Regions from separate parts of the Mus musculus genome. Here all the other regions are linked to region 4. Evidence: chromatin contacts called from public Hi-C and HiChIP or PLAC-seq data. All regions are on one chromosome and are shown on one strand. The core of a region is the stretch at or near the end of the contact, and the rest is flanking DNA. Distances in the headings are between cores, read along the strand shown.

The links. Hi-C and Micro-C count contacts between places; a contact is called where the count stands out from the background. HiChIP or PLAC-seq counts read pairs in DNA pulled down with a chosen protein or histone mark.
Region 1: a GR HiChIP or PLAC-seq map of the 3134 cell line shows a contact between it and region 4, with 16 times the contacts expected there. The contact joins the promoter of 2010001M07Rik here to the promoter of 9230112J17Rik in region 4. A contact is called at or near these places in 1 of 115 datasets of contacts at active chromatin or transcription factors (the 3134 cell line) and 1 of 9 other capture datasets (embryonic stem cells).
Region 2: a Hi-C map of the G1E-ER4 cell line shows a contact between it and region 4, with 2.9 times the contacts expected there. The contact joins the enhancer-like site here to the promoter of 9230112J17Rik in region 4. A contact is called at or near these places in 1 of 15 datasets of contacts at CTCF or cohesin (the NIH/3T3 cell line), 2 of 484 Hi-C or Micro-C datasets (the G1E-ER4 cell line and the NIH/3T3 cell line) and 3 of 115 datasets of contacts at active chromatin or transcription factors (astrocytes, embryonic stem cells and pancreatic cancer cells).
Region 3: a Hi-C map of the G1E-ER4 cell line shows a contact between it and region 4, with 4 times the contacts expected there. The contact joins the enhancer-like site here to the promoter of 9230112J17Rik in region 4. A contact is called at or near these places in 3 of 39 promoter capture datasets (embryonic stem cells, hippocampal neurons and stem cell-derived epiblast-like cells), 1 of 15 datasets of contacts at CTCF or cohesin (the G1E-ER4 cell line), 4 of 484 Hi-C or Micro-C datasets (all in the G1E-ER4 cell line) and 4 of 115 datasets of contacts at active chromatin or transcription factors (the 3134 cell line, astrocytes, bone marrow-derived dendritic cells and 1 more).

The regions. Positions count from the first base shown.
Region 1 is chr9:60,332,816-60,338,152 of GRCm38.p6, forward strand. 2010001M07Rik (a long non-coding RNA gene) reads left to right here and starts at 1,294. Exons shown (of 2, transcript XR_003948171.1): 1 at 1,294-1,504; 2 at 1,968-2,153. The region is part of intron 6 of Thsd4 (thrombospondin, type I, domain containing 4); the gene reads right to left.
Region 2 is chr9:60,366,742-60,372,006 of GRCm38.p6, forward strand. The region is part of intron 6 of Thsd4 (thrombospondin, type I, domain containing 4); the gene reads right to left. Among named protein-coding and RNA genes, the nearest start is that of 2010001M07Rik, 35 kb to the left of the region's middle. Within about 2 kb of position 1,905, at least 4 of the 459 cell types and tissues checked have an H3K27ac peak or open chromatin away from gene starts, as enhancers often do. A contact at or near this core is called in the G1E-ER4 cell line, where this site is marked.
Region 3 is chr9:60,405,457-60,410,495 of GRCm38.p6, forward strand. The region is part of intron 4 of Thsd4 (thrombospondin, type I, domain containing 4); the gene reads right to left. Among named protein-coding and RNA genes, the nearest start is that of 2010001M07Rik, 74 kb to the left of the region's middle. Within about 2 kb of position 2,080, at least 48 of the 459 cell types and tissues checked have an H3K27ac peak or open chromatin away from gene starts, as enhancers often do. A contact at or near this core is called in the G1E-ER4 cell line and pancreatic cancer cells, where this site is marked.
Region 4 is chr9:60,542,311-60,547,467 of GRCm38.p6, forward strand. It overlaps 9230112J17Rik (RIKEN cDNA 9230112J17 gene), which reads right to left and starts at 3,572. Exons shown (of 4, transcript NR_040464.1): 1 at 3,416-3,572; 2 at 886-950.

The sequences.
Region 1 (5,337 bases), core at 44-2,543, 210 kb before region 4:
CTACATGGTGGTCACTCTTGTAACATAGACAAGATTATGATATAGGTATGGTTTGTCTGAGGCTGGAAACATAGCTACTTGGTTCTTGCAAAATACTAAAAATAGAATTTTTTTTCTTATAATAACCGATCAAAATCAGAGTTATCAAGCCTAAGCCTAGACATGTGAGTCCAGCCTAAAACAAAAAGAGATAAAAAAGAAAGCTCAGTCTGACTTCTCAGTCAGCCATACTCAGCGTGCTAAGAAAACCTGTGGTGGCTCGGCAACCACTTCTTAGGCACCAAGAAAGACGTCTAAGGGCTTCTAGAACATCTGTGCTCAAAGCGCCTTTGTATAGAGTAATGCACACACATGCACAGGCACACACACACACACACACACACACACACACTCATACACACTCTAGTGAAATCTTCCACACACTTTGCCATGTGTGCTGAGAAAATGGGACAGGTTTAAATGATGGCTTTTATTTGCTTTGATTGGTGGCAACCAATCTGTGCTGTTTTCTGCCTACCTGACAGAAACCATGGATTCCAACAATGACACTGCGGTGGCAGTGTGACAGCCAACAGAGTTGGTGTCAGTAAAGCCTGGACACCCCTAGCTCAAAACTCTGAAATCCAAGTGGAAAATTCTATACCTGGCCTCTGGGACAGACTGTTGTCAAAACACAAGAGTATTAAAAATATGGTTTAAAAATACCCTCAGGCCAGAAGGTGTAAATGAAACACAAACAACTTTCATGTTTAGACTTGAGTCCCATTCCCAAGATAACTCATTATGAATATGCAAATGTAAAAAGTTTGGGATCCTGGTAACAAGCAGATAAGAGCCACTCAACCAGTGCCAATCTGCTAAAGTGGAGAGAGACTGTTACAGGAGACACAGAGACGGTGTTTAGCTGCATTGGGGAGGCGCTAAGCCTGGAAAGTTGGGAAGTCAAGGATGCCACAATTTCCCTAAGAAACTGTTCCCAAGGGCAGCCTTAGCCTTCCTCACAAAGCAGCAGGAATACATATATTGCAACTGACATTCTCATCCACTGACTGTTTCATTCCAAGGGCTTCCCACGAGGTTCCAGCAGGTGCTAGATGCTGTCCTAACACTTTGGAGACATAGCAAGGAATGGGATGAGATAAAAACTGGCTGCCTTAGTGGAACTACAATTCCAGGTATCAAAGCAGGAAGTGTGACAGAGTGTAAGGCTATTATGGCGGTTCCTTTTAACTACCAACTGGACAGAACATACTATCACCTGGGATCAAAGTCTCAGTGGGGCATTTCTTCTTGAGTGTCTCAACAGATCTGGAAAGACCCAGCTTGAAAATGGGTGGCACCACTCCTGGGTTTAGGGCCCTGGACTGTGTGAGAGTAGAGGGAGCTGGCTGAGTACTAAGTATGTATCCTTTTTCTTTGCTCTTGACTGTGGATATGACAAGACCATCTGTCTCAAGTTCCTCACTGTGACTTCCCCATGGTGATGGACTATACACCTGGAATTGTGAGTTAGAATAAACTCTTTCTCTTCTAAGCTGATTTCTGTAGGGCTCAGAAATAAAATAAGGCCGTGAGAGCATTTGTGGGGGATCTGAATGGTAAGGAGGGAGCTGGCATCAGATTATTGCAAGAAGCAGGAACAGCAAGCATAGGAAGGCCTTGTGAGGGGGTGGGAGAGGGATGGAGTAGGAGGGAGGGAAAGGGTGAGGAAGAGGGAGGGAGAGGGAAAAAGGGAGAGAGAGGGAGGGGGAAGGAAGAGGGAGGGGAGATGGAGAGAGAGGGATGGAGGAAGGGATGGAGGGAGAGGGAGAGGGAGAGGGAGAGGGAGAGGGAGAGGGAGAGGGAGAGGGAGAGGGAGAGGGAGAGGGAGAGGGAGAGGGAGAGGGTAGAGGTAACCCATTCCATGGAAGACTGTTAGTTTGCAAAGGCCTCTCCAGAACCGAATACAAAAACACGTTTTCTTATAGTTCCAGGAGGGAGCTGTGCATGGGCGTGGCACTGGCAAGGCTGTTTCCTTGACCACCTCACCTCAGGCTCGTCTTTCCTCTGTCGTTTCCCTGGAGCTCATCTCCTCTCTGCATGTACCAGTCTCTTCATAAGATCACCGGCCAGGCTGAATTAGTTCCCACCTTAATAAACTCGATTTAAATCTCTCTCTTTTGGTCCTACTTGCATTTACATTTATATTCTGAGAAACTGGAAATTTGGGCTCAAATATATAAAATGGAGGGGTTTATTATAATTTAGTTCTGAACAGAGGTCATGGGAGCAAATAATTGTGGATTGTCTCGGCCATATATCAGGAAGGACAGAACGGGGCTGAAGGAAATGCCAAGTGCCCACTGAGCTGCATGGAGAACACGGAGAGGATGGTATCCTAGATGGGGAGAAAGAGGACAGAAACAGGCCACGTCCAGGACAAGGGGTCAGGGTTGCTGATGGATCGAAGCACAGAGATGAGAAGCAAAGGCAGTTCCTTAGCATTTGGCTTGGAGAGACTGGGAGGATGGTGGGTGGGCTAGACTGACGGTAGCGTGCATATGCACACAACAGAAGTGTGACATCAGCATAGGACACTAGAGTCATCATTTATAAGTGTAAGAGAATGACTTGGCAGTCAGACGGACGGCCAAGATGGAAAGAAAATCAGCCAATGCCTCACGTGAATCTCAGAGTTTTAGGAGTCCAAGACTACAGCGAGTCTGAGGTACAGCACCTCTCTAATGAGTTTAAATTTTTTCTTGGGATAGGTCAGGTTCTAGGAGCTGTTCGGTAATACATGCATGCCAGAGAACGCTGGATGGCTTCCCAAACACAGTATCTTTCATAAAAATAGAACTCTGGGCTGAGCCAGTGGCGTTCCCCTTCTATGACTTCCTTGAAGTTAGGTGTGGCCAGAGGAGGCCAGTATGGCCAGTGGAATGTGGGTAGAAGTATCCTGTGGTGACTCCCAGGAACTTTCTGCTGTGAAGCAGCAGGTCTGAGCGCTGTCCTCACTTCCTGAAAAATCTAACACAAAGGCTGGGCCACTGACTGCATCTGGAGTCTAAGAACCAGGAGCAAATCCCAGGGTAGATGAGTGACACCTGGGGATGTAGCTCAGTGACAGAATGCTAGTGACATTAGCTGGGCATGAACGAGGCCCTGGGTTCAAATCCCGGGATGTCAATCACTCTCACCTGGTGCCCTGGAAATGCCCAAGTCTAAAGCAGCTGGCATCCTAGTACTGGATTATCACCCACTAAGTGTTCCCGTCATGGAGAAATCTGTTTATCTCCTTTAATCCACTTTCTTTGTGGTGGGAGAGTATCCACTGCTTTCACAGTGAACTCAGTCCTAGCTGATGTAATAGGCAAAGGATAATTGGTGAATTGTGGCGAGGGCACTTGCACAATGTTCCCGGCATTTGTTTTAACTTAGTGATAGCTGGTTTCTAACAGATCCAACCCCATGGTCTGAGCGTCATAAAGATTGTACTGGTTTCATAAAATGGAATCATGCTAAGTAGATAAAGAACTAGGCAGAACTGTAGGAGGCCAAAGTGGCAGGATTAGAGGAGGCAGGGGTTCAAAGAGCACTGTGTAGAAAGCACCGCCTACAAGGCAGAGGGGTAGCCATTATCTGGCTGGTCTGGCTGGGAGCTAAAGTTATTACTCAGACTTTTAGGGCTTGTATGAATAATGCTGCGGCATGAAGATGAGCTGCCCAAGTGGGCACCAGCAGCACTTCAGAATATTAGTGGGAGAATAGAGAGCAAAGCAAGGCAGGAGCGCTGGGGCCTTCATGCCAGACCCTGTTCTCACTACAGCAGGACCTGGACCCGAACACACACATAACTGTTAAGAAACAAAAGATACAGACAGACAGACAGACAGACAGACAGACAGACAGAGAGAATGAGAATGAGAATGAATGAATGTCAAAAATGATTTCAAGACCATTGGGGGGGGGGGAGACTCATAGACAAATGGTATTAGGCCAACTGGATGTCATATGCAAATGAATGAAGCTGGGCCCTTACTTCACAGCACATACAGATGGATCTGAGACCAAAATGATATAGAAGCTTTAGCTATAAAAATACTAGAAGAAGATGTATGTTTGCCAGGCACTGGCATAGCCTCACAAGAGACAGCTCTATCTCGGTCCTTTTAGCAAAATCTTGCTGGCATATGCAATAGTGTCTGCATTTGATGGCTGATTATGAGATGGATCCCTGGGTGGGTGCTCACAGTCAGCTATTGGATGGAACACAGGGCCCCCAATGGAGGAGCTAGAGAAAGTACCCAAGGAGCTGAAGGGGTCTGCAACCCTATAGGTGGAACAACAATATGAACTAACCAGTACTCCCAGAGCTCATGCCTCTACCTGCATATGCAGCAGAAGATGGCCTAGTCGGCCATCATTGGGAAGAGAGGCCCCTTGGTCTTGCAAACTTTATGTGCCCCAGTACAGGGGAACACCAGGGGTAACACAGGGAGTGGGTAGGTAGGGGAGAAAGGGGGAGGGTATAGGGGACTTTTGGGATAGTATTTGAAATGTAAATGAAGAAAATACCTAATAAAAAATTGGAAAAAAAAAGATGTATGAATCGTGACCTTGAAGAAGACAGTGGGTTCATAAGTGTAAAACCAAGCACGCAGGCAACAGAAGAAAAGAAAATAACAAACCACCAATCGAAATTTAAAACTTTTGCACTTCAAAGGACACAATCAAGAGAGTGAACAGATAAACTGACAGAAAATATTAGAAAATGGATCTGATAAATATCTAGAGTAGACAAAGAAAGTTACAATTTAACCATAACAAAAAGAAAAACAACCCAACTTTAAAATGAACAAAAGATTCAAATGAGTATTTTCCCTAAAGAGATATGCAAATAGTCAGTAAACATACAAACTTTGTACATCAGGAGACATTAGTGCAAGACAAAATAAAATCCCAACAAGCTATGCCCTACCAATCAGAAAAGAAAGGGGATAAAAAATGTCAACAGGGAGGTGAAGTTGGAGTCTTCCTGGGATGCTGGCACCTGTGAAATGGCGTCGGCCATGGGAAGTAGCGTGGCAGCTCCTCAGAGGAAAAAAATGCGGGGTTGCCATATGATCCAGCTGTTCCCTCCCGGGAATATGCCCAGCACAAGTGAAATATGCGTCCTCACTAAGCTCACACACCGATGTTCATAGAGGCACTGATCCAACTGCCCATAAACAGATGGATAGAGTATATTATAGAATATTATGTAGTGATTAAATAAATGCAGACCTTATACACGCCACGGCATGGAAGACTGTTGGTATATGACAACAAGCTAAATAAAGGAAGCCAGTCACAAAC
Region 2 (5,265 bases), core at 655-3,154, 180 kb before region 4:
ATCGTAAATTTCAGAAGTTAAAATATTGTGCTCAGTGGGAGAAGGGAGATGATTTAGTCGTATAAGCGTAAAGAGCTCTCTTTGAGCCCTAGAATCAGGTATGGTGGTAGTGAATGCTTGTAATCGCAGTGCTGCGGGCATGGAGCCAGGCAGATTACAGACCCAAGCTTAGAGCTAGCCTAGACCATTTTTTGTGAGCTCCAGGCCAATGAGAGAGCCTATCTCAGCAAACAAGGTGGACATTGACTGAGAAACAATATGCAAGTTTGACTTAGACCTCCACATACATATACATGCACAGACATTTCATACTCCTACAAATGAGCATGCTTTTACACACACACACACACACTCACAAGCAAGCACACAAGTGTACTGAGAAAGGAGCTCTGTCTCTGACCATCAGTCTTCATAAGTCTTCTTGCTGTCTGATCCATATTGTTGGATTTTTATTTTCATTTAGATTATGAGCCCATGTTAGGCAATGTATAAATGGTGTATGTTCTTATTCATTTGCACTACCCTTCCACCTCCACTGATTTTTAAAAAATCAGAAGTTTATTATAGACATTTGCAATGATACCTAAGGCATTACCTGGTTAATATTATGAACATATTAAAAATCGCATCCCTGTAGCTGAGGATGTAGCTTGCTTGCTTAGCAAGTGCTAACTTAGCATACATTAAACTCTAGCTTCCATCCCTAGCACTGCACAAACTGGGCATGCTGCTGCACACATACCTACAATTCCTGCACTACTGCAGACAGAAGCAGGAAAGTCAGAAGTTCAAGGTGACCCTCAACTACAGAAAGGGTGCAAGGCCAGCTTGGGATACAAGAAGACTTTGTCTCCCCAAAATACAAAAATAAAAAGAATCCCATCTCTGGGATATAATAAGGAACCAATAAGGCATATAGGTTAATCCCAAATTTTCAAGCCTTAGTGAGGTCAACATGCTTAGCTTTGCAAGCATGACTTGAAAAGCCACAGAACTGAAGATGCAGCAGGTGTGCTATTATTCGAGCCTTCCACGTTCAGCAAGACATCTGTAATCAGTCCCTGACACTCCGTGAGCCTAACTTATCAGCCATGCTCAATCGAAGCTGGCACCTATAAGGAATGCCCTATATGCTAAAGAGAACAGCCCACATGCTAAACACACAGCACATACCATACTCCAGCAATCAGTTGAAGGGAGGAGAAATGTTTACAGCCTTACAAAAGGGGAATCCAGGATGAAAAGTTGGCTGCTTTAAAAGATCTGAGTGGGGAAACGTGGGCCTTAGCTCAGCTGGGCTGCAAAGGGTAGCCAGGCCATAAATAATCACTCCAGGGCAAACTGTAAGGCTAAGATAAGCATGCACAGAGGCCAACTTCACCCAGGTGGGGGCAGGAACACTCCCTCTCTTCTGCCTTGGACTACAGAGATACGTGGGATTTCCCCCTCTAATACTTTAGAAGCACGTCCTACTGAATCCCGAAACATTCTCTGCAATTTCTGAGAAACGGAGATGGGGATGGGCGCTATTTAACAGGTTTGAGGGATGGATCATGTCAGTGGGAGAGAATGTTTTTGATAAGTAGGTAAAGGAGAGCTGATTTTACCATTTAAACCCACACTGCCTATCTGTTGGTCAAATTCTAGTTGTAAACCGCCTCATTACAAAATCCCCTCATTGCTGGCCAGACAGGCATTTCTCGGCATCCACACAAGGTTCGAGAAAGGGTCCGGCCACTCCTTCTCAGAGCCCTCTTCCAACCTACAAGCTTAGGGCCTCGGGAGGGTGAAAAGACAGTGCTACACGAGATTTAAAAAGAGCCCCAGGATTTCCTGGAGAAGTCTTGACAGCCCTTCATGTACAAACACATTTGTTTGTTTTTTAAAGAAAATGACTCAGTCACAGCTTCGTTGAAGGAGGGGAGAGATCCCTTGGTGGCCCCTGAGGCACAAGACTCCTCTCAGGCTGGGAGGCTGTGCTTACGCAATGTTTTTCTCTGTGTGTGCGTGTGCACGTGCACGCAGAATTGTGGGTATGGCACTTCAAGAGGTTAGAGAGCAACCTCCGGTGTCAGTCCTCAGACACCTTCTACCTTTTGGTTTCAACAGTATCTCTCAACAGTGTAAGGCTGCCAAGCAGTCAGGTTAGCCTGTGAGCTTTCGGGGATGCTCCTGTTTCTACCTCCCATCTAGCAGTGATGAGATTAGAGGCATATGCCACAGCTCTTGGATTTATGCAGGTTCTGGGAATCTGAACTCAGGTCCTCATGATCGCAAGGCAATCACTTTACGGATTGAGCCATGTCCCCTATGCCCATAACCTTTTGTTGAATCCATTTTTTCCCTCTACAACCTGGCTAGACCATGCAACCCTCAAGAGCTCCCCATGGCTGCAGAATGGACCTACTGTGGAGTATGACATCAGCCCTGTGTGGAGCAGTCCTTGCAGAACCCTGAGAGGGAAACAACAGGCTTGGGACTCGCTGTTTAATATTTTGCAATGGGCTTAAGTTCTATGCTTGATTTCAGATCCTCAGGATTATTTATATTGAAACTAATCTGCTTATTAGATGTTGAAACACTCCCTCAGGCTACTTTTCACTAATTACCCAGAATGACACTGGTTCAGGTGCCAGGAAAAAAAAAAAGCTTGAACAAGAATCAGCTGCACCTTCCAGAATACCACAGAGCAGGGACAATTTCCCCTCTTCAGCAACTTTCCCTTTTTCCTATCCTAAACTTCCCAGTAATGTGACTTAGAAAGTTGGGCAAAACAGGCCCCATCCTGCACTCACCTTCCTCTCCAGCTAGCCAGAACAGTATAGAGGCAAGCAGCAGACATGTTCTAGAACATTCCACATTTATAATTCTAAGTGGGGAAGGGAGGTGGAGAGCTGATCTATGGAGTAGGAGTAAGGCTCTCAGAAAAGAGGAAAGAATCATCATGAACTCCCTTTGATACCACTCAGCCCAGAGGCCATCCTCTTACACAGAAAGTAGCACCGTAGGCCCATGTGCAAATGGACACTGTGCAACCAGTGTCACAGACACATAATGACTGTAGATACAAGGGAGCCACACAGCATCATGCTATCCACATGTAAGGAGACCCATTCATACAGTCATTAGGAATGCACAAAGCAAGAAGGATGGAAGACCACCAGCTCCAATCTAGAGCACAATTCCAACCATCTTCCAATGGTATTGAAAAGCCTTCCCAGAGGCTCAGTGGGTATAGCGCTCACCACTTGAGTTTGGTATTTGGAGTTCAGAACCTTAGCATCCCCTGTAAATGTCAGGCCAGCAGCCAGACTCTGAGCTAATAGCCATCTGACAGATGTGAGGCAAGCCACCTTGAAATTCTAATTTGCATTCCCTGGTATTCAGTGATGTTGGGCGTTTTATGATACATCTGTTGGCCTTTTGTATGTCCTAGAGAAATGCCTGTGTTGGCCTTCTGTCTATTTTAAATAGGAATAGCTTTCATGCTGTTGGTTCATTTGAGTTCCTCATATAAGCTGACATGAGCTCTGACTTCAAGCAAAATTTGCAAATAACTTCCCCCAACTGTGGGTTGCCTCTTCCTTCACTGCTTAGTAGAGAAAACATTTTAATTTGCTACAATCCTAAAGGCCTGTAATCTTTGAGCTCTGTCTTAGTTCTATGGCTGTGAAGAGACACCATGACTAAGGCAACTCATAGAAGAGAAGCATTTAAGTGGGGGCTTGTTTGCAGTTCCACATGTTTAGTCCATTATCATGATGACAGGAAGCATGGTGGGTGCTAGAGCAGTAGCTGAGAGCTATATCTGGATCCTTAGGCAGGGTCTCGGGGGTAGGTATGACAGGCTTCTGAAACCTCAGTGGCATACTTCTTCCAAGGCCACGCCTCCTAATCCTTCTAATCCTATCAGAGAGTTCCACTCTCTGGTGGCTAGCATTCAAAGATATGTGCTTATGGGGTCATCGTATTCAAACCACAAGTCCCCGTCAGAAGGCAAAGGCAAAGGCAGATTTGTTATGCTTCCAGTCGTTTTGTAACTATCACTCTGCTGTTTTGGGTCAGGTTCCTCTGTGGCCAATTTAAAAAAAAAAAAAAGATAACTTCAAGTAAGGGTGGGGACTAGGGAATTTTAGAACAGTTATTACAATTACAACACTTATATTGGCTATTTAAGTGTCACCTTCCAGGACTGAAAGGACAAAGGAAGAAGAGGAAAAAGAATAACTTCTAAATTACAGTGTGTGTGTGGGTGTGTGGGTGTGTGTTAAGATGCATATGTGCAGGTCAAAAGGTCAAAAGGAAATTCTGTAGGAGTCGTTTCCCTCCTTCCACCATGTTGGTCCTAAGGATCAAATGCACACCATGAAGCTGGGTAGCAAACCCTGTTACTCACAAAGCCATCCCACTAGCCTGAGAATACACTCTTAAAGTTCTTTAAATTTTTTTGTGTGACTATGATGTTTTGCTTGCATGTGTGTATGTGCACCACATGTGTGCCTTGTGCCTGTGGAAGCCAGAAGAGCATTGGCTCCCCCACTGGAGTTACAGCTGGTTAGGAGCTGCCACATCAGTGCAGGGAATCACAAAGACATAAGAACACACTTCTGCAGGAAGAACCCAGTGCCTCCTCAGCATCCTTGCTTCCAGGACAGTAGGCGTTTGTAGATAGGCTTCTAGAAAGTTCTTACACAAATTCCTCTATGCACATCTCACTCTTTCAGTCCAATGGGAGAGTATCCGATGATCTTAATTGTTGAGCTATCTCTCCAGCCCAAAGAATAATTTTTGTTAAAGTATAACTCTACCTAATAAAATGCTTGGGTTACACAAGAACTGTCAGATGGAAAAATGCATACACCTGTGTAATAGCCATGCCAGTTATGTGAGAGAGCATCAACATCAATCCAGAAGGCTCTACGGTGCTTTCCTTCTAGCTAAGCCCACCACCTGCATAGGTTAAACACTGGCATTCTCTTACCATAACCTGCCCCCCATCCACTTCTATAGCATCACAGGAATGGAATTGGACAGTGTGTTCTCTTGTGTCTGGCTGACTCTGCTCACAGTAATGTTTCTGGGCTTCAACCCGATTTTTATATGTATCAGTAGCACATTCTTCTTTTTATTGCCAAATAATACTCCACCGGGTGAATGTACAACTAGTTTCTGCAGAATCCTTTGCTGGATACTTGGTTTGTTTCCAGTTGATCTATTATGGAAAAAAAGAACTAAGAACATATTTTGAACAAACACTGCTGTTGA
Region 3 (5,039 bases), core at 830-3,329, 140 kb before region 4:
AAGCACTCTAAATATTTGCTGAAATAACAGACGTGAGAGGCAGAGAGCTTAAATGTTTGCATTTCTAACCAATGGGCCAGTAAAGCCCACAGCTCTAGACTAATTCGTAGAGACCAAAAGGCTCTGAGTTCCAATAAACCAGCCTGAGGCACCCAGGTGGGAAGCCAAGAGAGCTAGCCAAATTAGACTGGTAGTCAGTGACTATCTAGAAAATTCTCAGAGCTCCAAATTAAAGGGAGGAAGTTAAGAGGGAATAGAATTAAGGAACAGAAACACATGTATTCCAGGCTGTAATCTGAAGCAAGCTGGGAAGAAAGACGTTTGTGGCTGAGGGCTGGACGGGCCTTATTTTCCCTGAAGCTCCCAGTTTCTTCCCCACCCCCTGCCAAAGGGGGGGGGGGAAATATCATGTGCAGCCAGAGTTCAAAGAGGCTTTGAGCAAGTGGTTTGGGTTGAGTGCAGATGACCTTTTAGAAGTTCAGAAGACTGTAGCGCCTGCCAGGGTGGGTCTCGGCAATAAATTATTTGGTGTCTACAAAAGATAAGAAGCAAAACCTCCGGCCACTCGGTGAAGTAAACATTCAGATGATGAAAACCACAGCTTTCCTGGCTGACTACTGTGTAGCAAAGCCACGCTGAGGGTCTGATCAGACCTGCCTCTGTTCCCCATGGCTGAGGTAAGGGGTAAATGACAGAGTGAGAGGCCACTGAAAGGCGTACTCTGAGGCTGCCTGATGGAAGGGACTCCCTCCTCCCAGTGCTCTCTGCAGGTGATGGGGGCATCTCACTAAAGGTAAAAGGAAGCTGTTATAGGTACACCGGGGGATGGTCCCACAAGTCAGGAACGAAGAGATCCAGGTAGATGGATGACAGGCAGCTTTGGAGTGACTCCCAGCTTATTTTTCTGTTGTAAGATTTTATTTATATTTATGTGCATGTATGCTTGCCTTTGTATACGTGTGCATGGCACAAGTGTGTTGCTGCCTGTAAAGGATAGAAAAGGGCACTGGATACCCTGGAGCTGGAGCTACAGACAGTTGTGAGCCACTGAATAGGGATGCTGAGAGCTCAACTAAGGTCCCCCGGGAAGAGCAACAAGCACTCCTTACTGCTGAGCATCTCTGCAGCCCCGGCATAAGGAAGCCCAGCTTTAAGAAGACCTCATCCTTGGCCCATCTACTGCTTCCTACATGGATGAAGTTCATAGGGTGGTGCCCTCACACTACCACCCTCTGAAATAGGCTGAAGCAGCGGCCTTCAGAACAGACCCAGTCCTCTTGGGAATCAGCCCCGGGGGAGACGCTGACCCCAGGCCTTGTCTTCAGAATCATATGCAAAATCAGCCGTGTCCCTAAGAGCAAGTCACACGCTGCTCACAGGGGCTGTGTACCTGAGTGACCCAGGCCTGTTATTCAAAGGGACACAAAAAGAAGGAACAAGGACAAGCAAACAGACATTAGAGGAAACCAGTCCCCATACAGCAGAACAATCAATGGTCAAACAGTAAAGATGGCACTTAGGGCCATCTTTATTTATTATGTGTAGTTACTCACTGCACAAGGGTGCCTGAGAGTGCAGGGGGTGTGCCCTCCTAATGGGGAAATGACTTAGATCAGAGGAAGAGATACCTTCATGATTTTCAAAAGCAAGAAATAAACCAGTAGATGTCTAAGACATTCGAGCAAAGCTGGTTTCCATGCTCTATGTTCTGCTAAGCATGGGGGTAAGGGTTTGACTGGCATATAGGTGTTACATGGGATGTAGAAAGAGCCCAGATCTTCTATCAGCATCTTTGCCTGCCGGCCCCTCTGTGACCTGTGTAACCATGGACAAGTCCCTGGACAGCTCTTCTATCCAGCATGCCTACTACATCTGGCTATTGTATAGACTCAGTGAAATCACTCCCAGAAAGTGCTGAGCTCAAGGTGTGGCTGCAGTGGCTACTCCCTAGTAGTGGTCCCCATGAAGACTTCACTGCACTGAAGGTTAAAGACAGAGCCTGTGACCTCCTCCATGTGGGGACCACAACAGAGGCTGACTGCCAAACATGGCACTGAGGGCTGAGGAATGGCTTTGCATAAAAGAACAGTGAATGCATTCATTCCTCCAGTATGAGTAAGAGAAGCCCTCTTGGGAGTCCAAGCTGCTGCCAATGTGGGCTGTAATCTGAGCCCCGGTGGCTCTTGGGACTACAGGGGTTTAAGGGGAACTGAATGGGATTACCTGTAGGGCAAAGGGCCTGGCCAGAGCAGATGCTGAGTGAATACTGGCTCCTAACCCCTCTCCCCTGGGGCCTCTCACAGTGCCCCTTGCCCCAGTGGCTGATCCTCTATAGGCTGGGAAAAAAAAAAACCCAAAAAACAAAAATCTTAAGATTGATTTTTCTGCAAGTTCTGCTGAATTCATTAACACAACAATGATAATGATTCTAACATGAATTATGGTTTCTGAGCATCTTTTATGAGATGGGCTCATAGCATAAATATGCTTGGATTCTGGATGCCTCTGAATTTGTATCTCTCTCTCTCTCTCTCTCTCTCTCTCTCTCTCTCTCTCTGTGTGTGTGTGTGTGTGTGTGTGTGTGTGTGTGTACAGGTACACATGTGTGTTTATGTATGTGGAGGTCAGAGGACAAACATCACCTAAGTATCGCTCTTCTGGCTCCTCCTCCTCATGCTCCTACTTCCCCTCTTCCTCTTCCTCCTCTTCCTCTCTTCCTCCTCTTCTCTTGCTTCTGTTCCTCTTGCTCCTCCTCTTGCTTCCTCCTCTCCCTTCCTCTGGCTCCTTCCCCTCTTCCTCTTGCTCCTTTTCTTTCTCCTACCCCTCCTCCTCTTGTTCTTCCTCCTCCCCTCCTCTTCTTCCTTTTCCCCCTCCTCCCCTTGCTCCTCCTCCTCCTGCTCCTCCTCCTGCTCTTCCTCCCCCTCTTCCTCCTTTGTTCCTTTCAGTCAGGCTCTCTTTCTGCCCCAGGACTGCCAGGCTAAGCCGGCTCACCGCAATCCTCAGAGATCCTCCTGGCCCTGCACCCCAGTCATTCATGACCAGTGTTGCCCACCACACCTAGTATTTTCCCATGGATCCTGAGGATGGACCCAAAACCTCATGCTTGCAAGGCAAGCACTTCACCAACTGAGCCATCTCTGAGTTCCTTACACCACTTCCTATGTGTCAAATTACCATAGATCACTTCATCTTTTTCTTCATTAGAAATATGGGGGAAAAAATCACACATAATAATGCAGTTTCTTTGCATTAAAGGAATTTCTTAAACTTAAGGCTATATTTCTTACTATAAGAGATATAAGCAAAAGATGCAGAAGTTATTCCTAGAGTTTTATCTGATCTCTAAACATATTCAACATAGTATATTTAAATAATATATGAAAATAGCTGTCATGCCAAACACCTGCTAGTGTTTCATGTTACCACCACTTAACCATCATACAAATAGAGAAATAGCTTGTCTCATTTTTTTTAAATGAGAAAACTGATGTTATGTGACATTAAACAGTCTGCTATGCTGGTTACTCTGTGTGTGCAGACATCATTTATGATATTAATGAATGCCACTGAATGGATAATTGATAAGCTCTTAAGGAGCAAAAGCAACTGCAACTGGTACAAGTTTTAAATGCCACCTTCACACTGGAAGATGATGGACTATGTGCTATGTTCATTGAGGAAAAGGGACATTGTCTGCCCATTGCTGCAGCATCCACACAGCCCATGAGGACCAGATGCTTCTACAAGGACAGGCTCATGAGAGGCTGAAGAAAATATTCTGTGTTGGAAGGCAGCTAGTCAGGGGACAGGGAGAGAATCTCAGTAGTTAAGAACAGGGGCTCTCTGGATTGGTGATATAGCTCAGATAGTAATATGCTCATCTTACAAGCTCAAGGACCTAGATCTGAGCCCAAGAACCATATTAAAAACAAACCAACAAACAAATAACACCCCCCACTGCCTCCAAAAGGCATAGTGTTTGTAATCCTAATGTTGAGAAAGTGGAGATAAAGGGCTTGCTGGCCAGACAGACTAGCCATACTTGGCAAGCTCCAGCTTAATGAGATTTTGTCACAATGAAATATAGTAGATTGCACCTGAGGAACCACAACTAAGGTTGTCTTCAGGCCTTTGCAGGCACTGCCCCCACTACACACATACTAACTAATGCCCTTGAACATAAGCACACACGCACACATTCACACTCCAGGACTTAGGAACTATCATTTGTCTATCTAAGCATGAAATGCTTATCATGCTATAGAGAAGGGAGAGCAATGTAGATGCTCTACACATGAACACTGTGAAGTTGAGTCAGAGCCTCGGATGGGGAGGTAGCTTCCTCAGTCACTCTGTCAAACTCCCATAGAGTCAGTGAATACCCTCATAGCCCCGGACATGATGTTTAAAGTCAGCACTGCTCACTGAAAGCCAAGTGTTCACGAGACCTTGATCCCTTTGGCCTATAATCCTGTGTCCCATGGTGTCTTCAGATAGGACACACAACAGTGGTTATGTAGGATTCTATCACCGACTGACATAGCCATCTTGGTTTGTATAATAGACTCTACAATGTCCACACAGCAACAAAATACTAAAAACACATTTTCTATAATACATCTCTACCACTCTGTAACCCATAACTAGCCTTTTAATTTTTTTAAAAATCTCTTCCATTTCCTGGTGATGCCAGCAGCCCTCTTAGCTTGTGACCACATCCCTTCAGCAGTCAGGAGCATCCCCCTTAACTTCTATTCTGCCTCCACATGGCCTTGTCCTCTGTCTGCTTATGATATCCCTATCTGCCCATTATAAGGACACTCGCGACTGCATTTAAGTCCCTCCCCTCACTGTCCTCCCCTTTCGTTCTTACCTCCCTCTTGCTGTTCCCTTATTCCACTTAAATGTGACATCTGCATCATAATAGATCCCACTCTGCTATGGTCAGAGGCAATTGACATGTATGTATGAAAATGTCATAATGAAACCCATTGCTTTTTATGCTGACTTAAAATTAATTTTAAAATTGAAAATAAGAA
Region 4 (5,157 bases), core at 2,322-4,821:
CAAAACAACTTATGTGTAAATCACTAAGGAGTCTTTAAGTAAGAAACAAACAGGGTGTCAGTATGTAGCCCACACTGGCCTGTGTGTGTGCGCCTCCTCCCTCAGCTTCTTGATGCCAAAGTTATTGATATATTTCACCACACCTACTTGTGAAAAAAATTCAGTTACATTGACTGATTGATTGATTGATTGATTGTTGGAGGGGCTGTCATAGAGCACTTGTGGAAGTCAGAGAGAGGACATTTTCAAGAGTCACTTCTCATCTTTCCTCATGTGTTTCTCAAGTATTGAACTCAGGTGTCCAACTTGGCAGCAAGTGATTCTACCTGCTGAATCATCTCATCAGCCTTAGCCCTAACATTCTTCTTTGGATTAAATATAGAGAGGGCAGTCAGAGAGAGGAACAGTGAGAAACAATTCTATAGCCACAACTTCAACTCCATGGATTTAACCAACAACAGGGTGAAAGTTGTATCTGGGCTGGAAAATGGTCCAACCCTTAAAAGCCCATAGTGCTCCTGAAGACCGTTGCTCAGCTCCCAGCACCCACATCAGGGCTCACAACCACCTGTAACCCTAACCCTAAGGGATCCCCTGATGCTCATCCTGGCCTCTGAGGGCACCTGCACACACACACACACACACACACACACACACACAGAGATTCCCACAAATCCTACACAAACACACACAATTAAAAATAACTCAAATCTTCCCTTAAACATTGTATCTATGTTGATAATGTACAGGAAGGATGTCTGCCCTTCCTAAGCAACAGGTCACAACAGCTATCTACATAATTGATATTAATTAGGTATGATTAAGAATCTAGTGCTAACTTACAGGTTACATAAGGAAGTACATGCAAATGAGCAAATATCATACCGTTTTATACAAGGAAGTTAACATCCCTGGGGTTTGGTCTCCTCAGGCTGCTCAGAGACTGACACCTGTAAATACAACTCTATAGGTAACTTTGTATTTCAATAATCTATGAGAGGAAAATATAGATGATAAGTTGCAGTGAAGCCTCAGAGTGTGTGGTTAACATTTTTTGAAGTTCCAAGTTCTGTCCTCAGTGCCAGAAAAGGTAGAACACAGAATAACAATAGCACTCTAGTCATATCTTTCCTCCATAGTAAATGTATAATTGTAATATTTGGGAAACCATCTGGCAATGCTGCTAGATCAAGCTGGTTTAAACTGGTCAAAGCTGGTTCTAATCAGCTGAGGTAGAGCTTTTGAAATCAGAGCCGATCTGAGGCAGTTTAAAGCCGTCTGCTATGATATATGTGATCTTAAACTAGTTTCATTTAGAGTCTGTTTGCTCTGTTAAGAGTCACTTCACACCCTTTACCTCAAGTTAGGCGGCCATGGGAACCACGCCCAACTTCCTTTCAGAATTGCCGGCTGCCCACTCCGGGTTTAATCCACTGAGCAGGACGGATGCAGATTTATCTGGTCTCAATCAGTCAGTCTAAACTGAATCAGGTCTGTCTCCTTCTGGAACCATTGTTTCTGTTTAGGCTAGCTTTCTCAAGCTGGATCTTGGGAGGTTGGGTCTGACTTGCTTGGAACCAATTTAAACTGGTTTTAAACCAACTTCCACTTGGTTCTCAGAGATCTCTGGCAAGCAGCAGGGCCTTGTTCATCTGAACCTGAATAAACCTCCCTGACTCAGATTAAATCAGTTTGGTTTAAACCAGGAAGGGGTGGTGTTGGGAGAAGCCCAGGTTACGCAGGGTTAGAGAGTCAAAAAGGGAGGGTGACCTCGAAGGCACTCCATTTAGGTTCGTTCTTCTGGTTACCTGTTGAAATGGCCCATCATTTGGGACTAAGAGATAACATTTTTATGTGTTTTATTGTACATATGGATGAAGATCCCAGAAGACATAGAAAGACGTAGAATAAGGGGCCTGGGTAGGAAGCTAAGGAGCTAGGCATGTAGCTCAGTTGGCAGCGTGCTTGCTTACCATGTGCAAAGCCTTGGGTTCTGTGGCTAGCACCACATAAATGGGCCACAGTGGTGCACACTGGGATCCTGGCACAGAGGCCAGAGGGTCAGAAGTCTGAGGTCGCCCTTGCTTATATAGAGAGTCTGAGGCTAGCTGGAGCTGTATGGATCCCCATTTGTTTTAGTTTTTAAGTAAATTACAAGGGGAGATTATATGGCTCCTGGTTAGTTTAATATCACATGAAGAAGAAGACAGCATGTTTACCACAGAACTGTAACTCTAGTTCAACAACTGAAACAATGATTATTTTGATGACTGTATTAAATGTTCAAGTCTTCGTGGACACTTGGTTAGCATGTGCACATCTCTGTTTTGCCATCTTCATCCCTCCCTCAACCCCATGGAAGGATAAAGGCGAGGAGAATGAGGTGGACCATGGCTAGCCACAAAAGACAAGTTCCAGAAAGTTCCGGTCACAATGGGCTCCCAGTGAAGGGCTTCACACCCTGGGCTGTGTCCAGGTGACTGCCTGACCCCTAGCTCCTTCTGTCATAAATTTTGTGTCAGGGCTTCACAAATAGCAGAAACGACCAGCAGCCTGCTCAGTAGACTAATTCTGATGTTAGCATAACCACATGCCCTGTTTGTTCAATGCAATCATGCTCTTCAGATGATCTCCCAGGCTCCTTACCAACTATGGCTCCCTGTCACACTTGAATGTGCTGCAGTTTGGGAACAAATTAAATGATCTTCACTTTTAAGGCCCAACACCTTCATCTATCTCTTTCTTCCTTTGTTCTCTTCCATGGAGATTCCCCACCACCATCACCCCACCCCACCCCCAGCTTAAAACTCCTTCATTTGGAAGAAAACGCTAAGATCTCGTCCCTACATTCATAGTACCCACAGAAATGACATGTGACGATCCTTTCTGTTTACCCACCCCCAAACCCAGAAAACTGTCACCTGAATGCTCATCAAACCTGGTCCCGGTGCTAAAGAAAGGCAGAAAGTATTTGTTAATGTTTATTTGGAAAATAAAAAGGCATTTGTACATGTTGCCAGGGTTCCTCTGGAAAGTATCCAGGAACCGTTCAAGAAACTCCATTTCCGGGCGTGTTTCTTTAAGGCAACATGGTGGGGCTCAGAAGGGGTGCATAGGGCACCGCCATTGGCTGTGGGTCTTGCTATGTGGATCTACCATTAAAGGATTGCAAAGGAAGGAGTTGAGAGGAAAGAGGGCATGGACTTCCGCGTGCTCCTCTGCCCTCAGAAGCCTTATCAGGTAACTCACAGGCTTCCCTGCTTCCGGGGTGTGGGCGTGGGTAAACAGTGTTCTGCAGGGAAAGGGGGTGTGTTCTGGGATTGGGGAGTAAACCTGTATTTCTGGTGACTCTGGAGCTCCTATTTGAGGCTATTTTGCCCCTAGGAACTTGCCTGGGAGCTCAGAGGGTTCTTACCTTCTTCAGGAGCTGGAGAAGAAGCAAGACCACCTGGGGCTGACATCACGGGGGACCGGCAGTGTACAGCAACAGGTCAGCAGCTGTAGTCAAGACATTCCAGCCTCTGCAGACGGCCAGCTCCTCTGGAGTCACTACTGGTGGTTATTTCTAATCCATCCCTGCGAGAAGAGAAGCAAAGATCCCTGGGAAATTGCTGAATCATGTGCCTAGCACTGTTCAAGCTGCATCTATCTGAGTATGAAATATGAGCCCGGCTACGCTTAAAAATTATCTTAGATCATTTAAAATTTGATAGATGTTAACAATAGAAAAAGAGTCTTAATTCTGGCTGAACTTCCATTCAGAGGGAGGCTCTGCCAGGTGTTTGATGAAGAAGAACTGACCTAGTTCTTACATAGACCTTCCTGGCTAACAGAGACTCGCATGGAATCCTTATGGTCAGGTGGCCAGGTGCTTCTCATGCTCAGATGAGCCTCATTTTCACATCCACCCCCCCCCCCCACACACACACACACTGCACATGTTGACCGCAGAGAGACTAGGGGCACTTGATAAGGCGCTGGAAAGGCTGTACCTTGTAGTATTCTGAGATATAATCTAGTCTATGTCTAGAGGGAAGCTGGCTTCCTCTTCCCTTATGACTACTGGGTATATCCAGGTCAGCTGGTAGGGCAGATAAGGAAGGTGTCTGTCTGGGTCAAATCCTGAGATAAGACCTTCAGTAGATAAAGTTTACATAGGTGTCTGTATAGAACACAGCTCTCACCTCAAAGGAAACAAGGTGGGGTAAATTCTGAAGCCAAATGTGAGTGATAGTGACTGAGAAACTAAATCAGATTATTTCAGTGCCATGGTCCAATGTGGTGACAAAATAATTAAGTATTTACAGGAACAGGACAAAGAATGTCATGAAAAAAAAAGTCATGAAAAATGTCATAGATGGGTTACAGAAAAGCAGGGGAGTGTCTGTAATGGGTCTCGGATGCTCTTGGATGAATCCTAGCCTTTGGGTTGGTGGGAGATAGAGGTCTGCTTGTACATCTCCTAGAGCCCCAGAAAAAGATTTACCTAAGGCAAAGGGTGTTAGGAAAACACAGAGGCGGGTCACGCGTGGATTTAAGGAGTCTAACAATAGCTAAGATCCTTTGGGTACAAACCTACTATGTTCTGGCTCTCCTCAGTCAGGAATTCAACCAATCAACCTTGGAGAACTCCGTTCACGAGGGCCCGAGAGACTGCGGAGGTGAAATGATTATTAAAAGTCCTTCCCTGGGAGAGACGTAAACAGCATCTGCCCCTCCTCCTGAGGTCCTGACAACAAACCAAGATACAGTTCACCAAAGTTCCCCAGGGGAACCCAAGAGTATTAACCCATGAGAGGGTTATGGGCAGGTCTCACTGGAAGGTCTGTGGCACCCAGCTGTGAGGACAGGTTCCCCGTGACTACATAGATGGAGCCCTGCCCCCTCGTCCTTCCCCACCTGTATTCTCTAGTCCAGTGGTTCTCAATCTGTGGGTCTTGATTCCTTTGAAGGCCAAATGGCCCTTCACCGGGGTCAATCCTGCATATCAGATATTTACATTATGATTCATAACAGTAAAATCACAGTTATGAAGTAGCAATAAAAATAACTTTATGGCAGGGGGGCGGTGTCACCACAACACAAGGAGATGCAACATAAGAAAGGTTGAGGACCACTGATCTAGTCCCTCCCACTTCTACCTTGAAGCCATAAGCA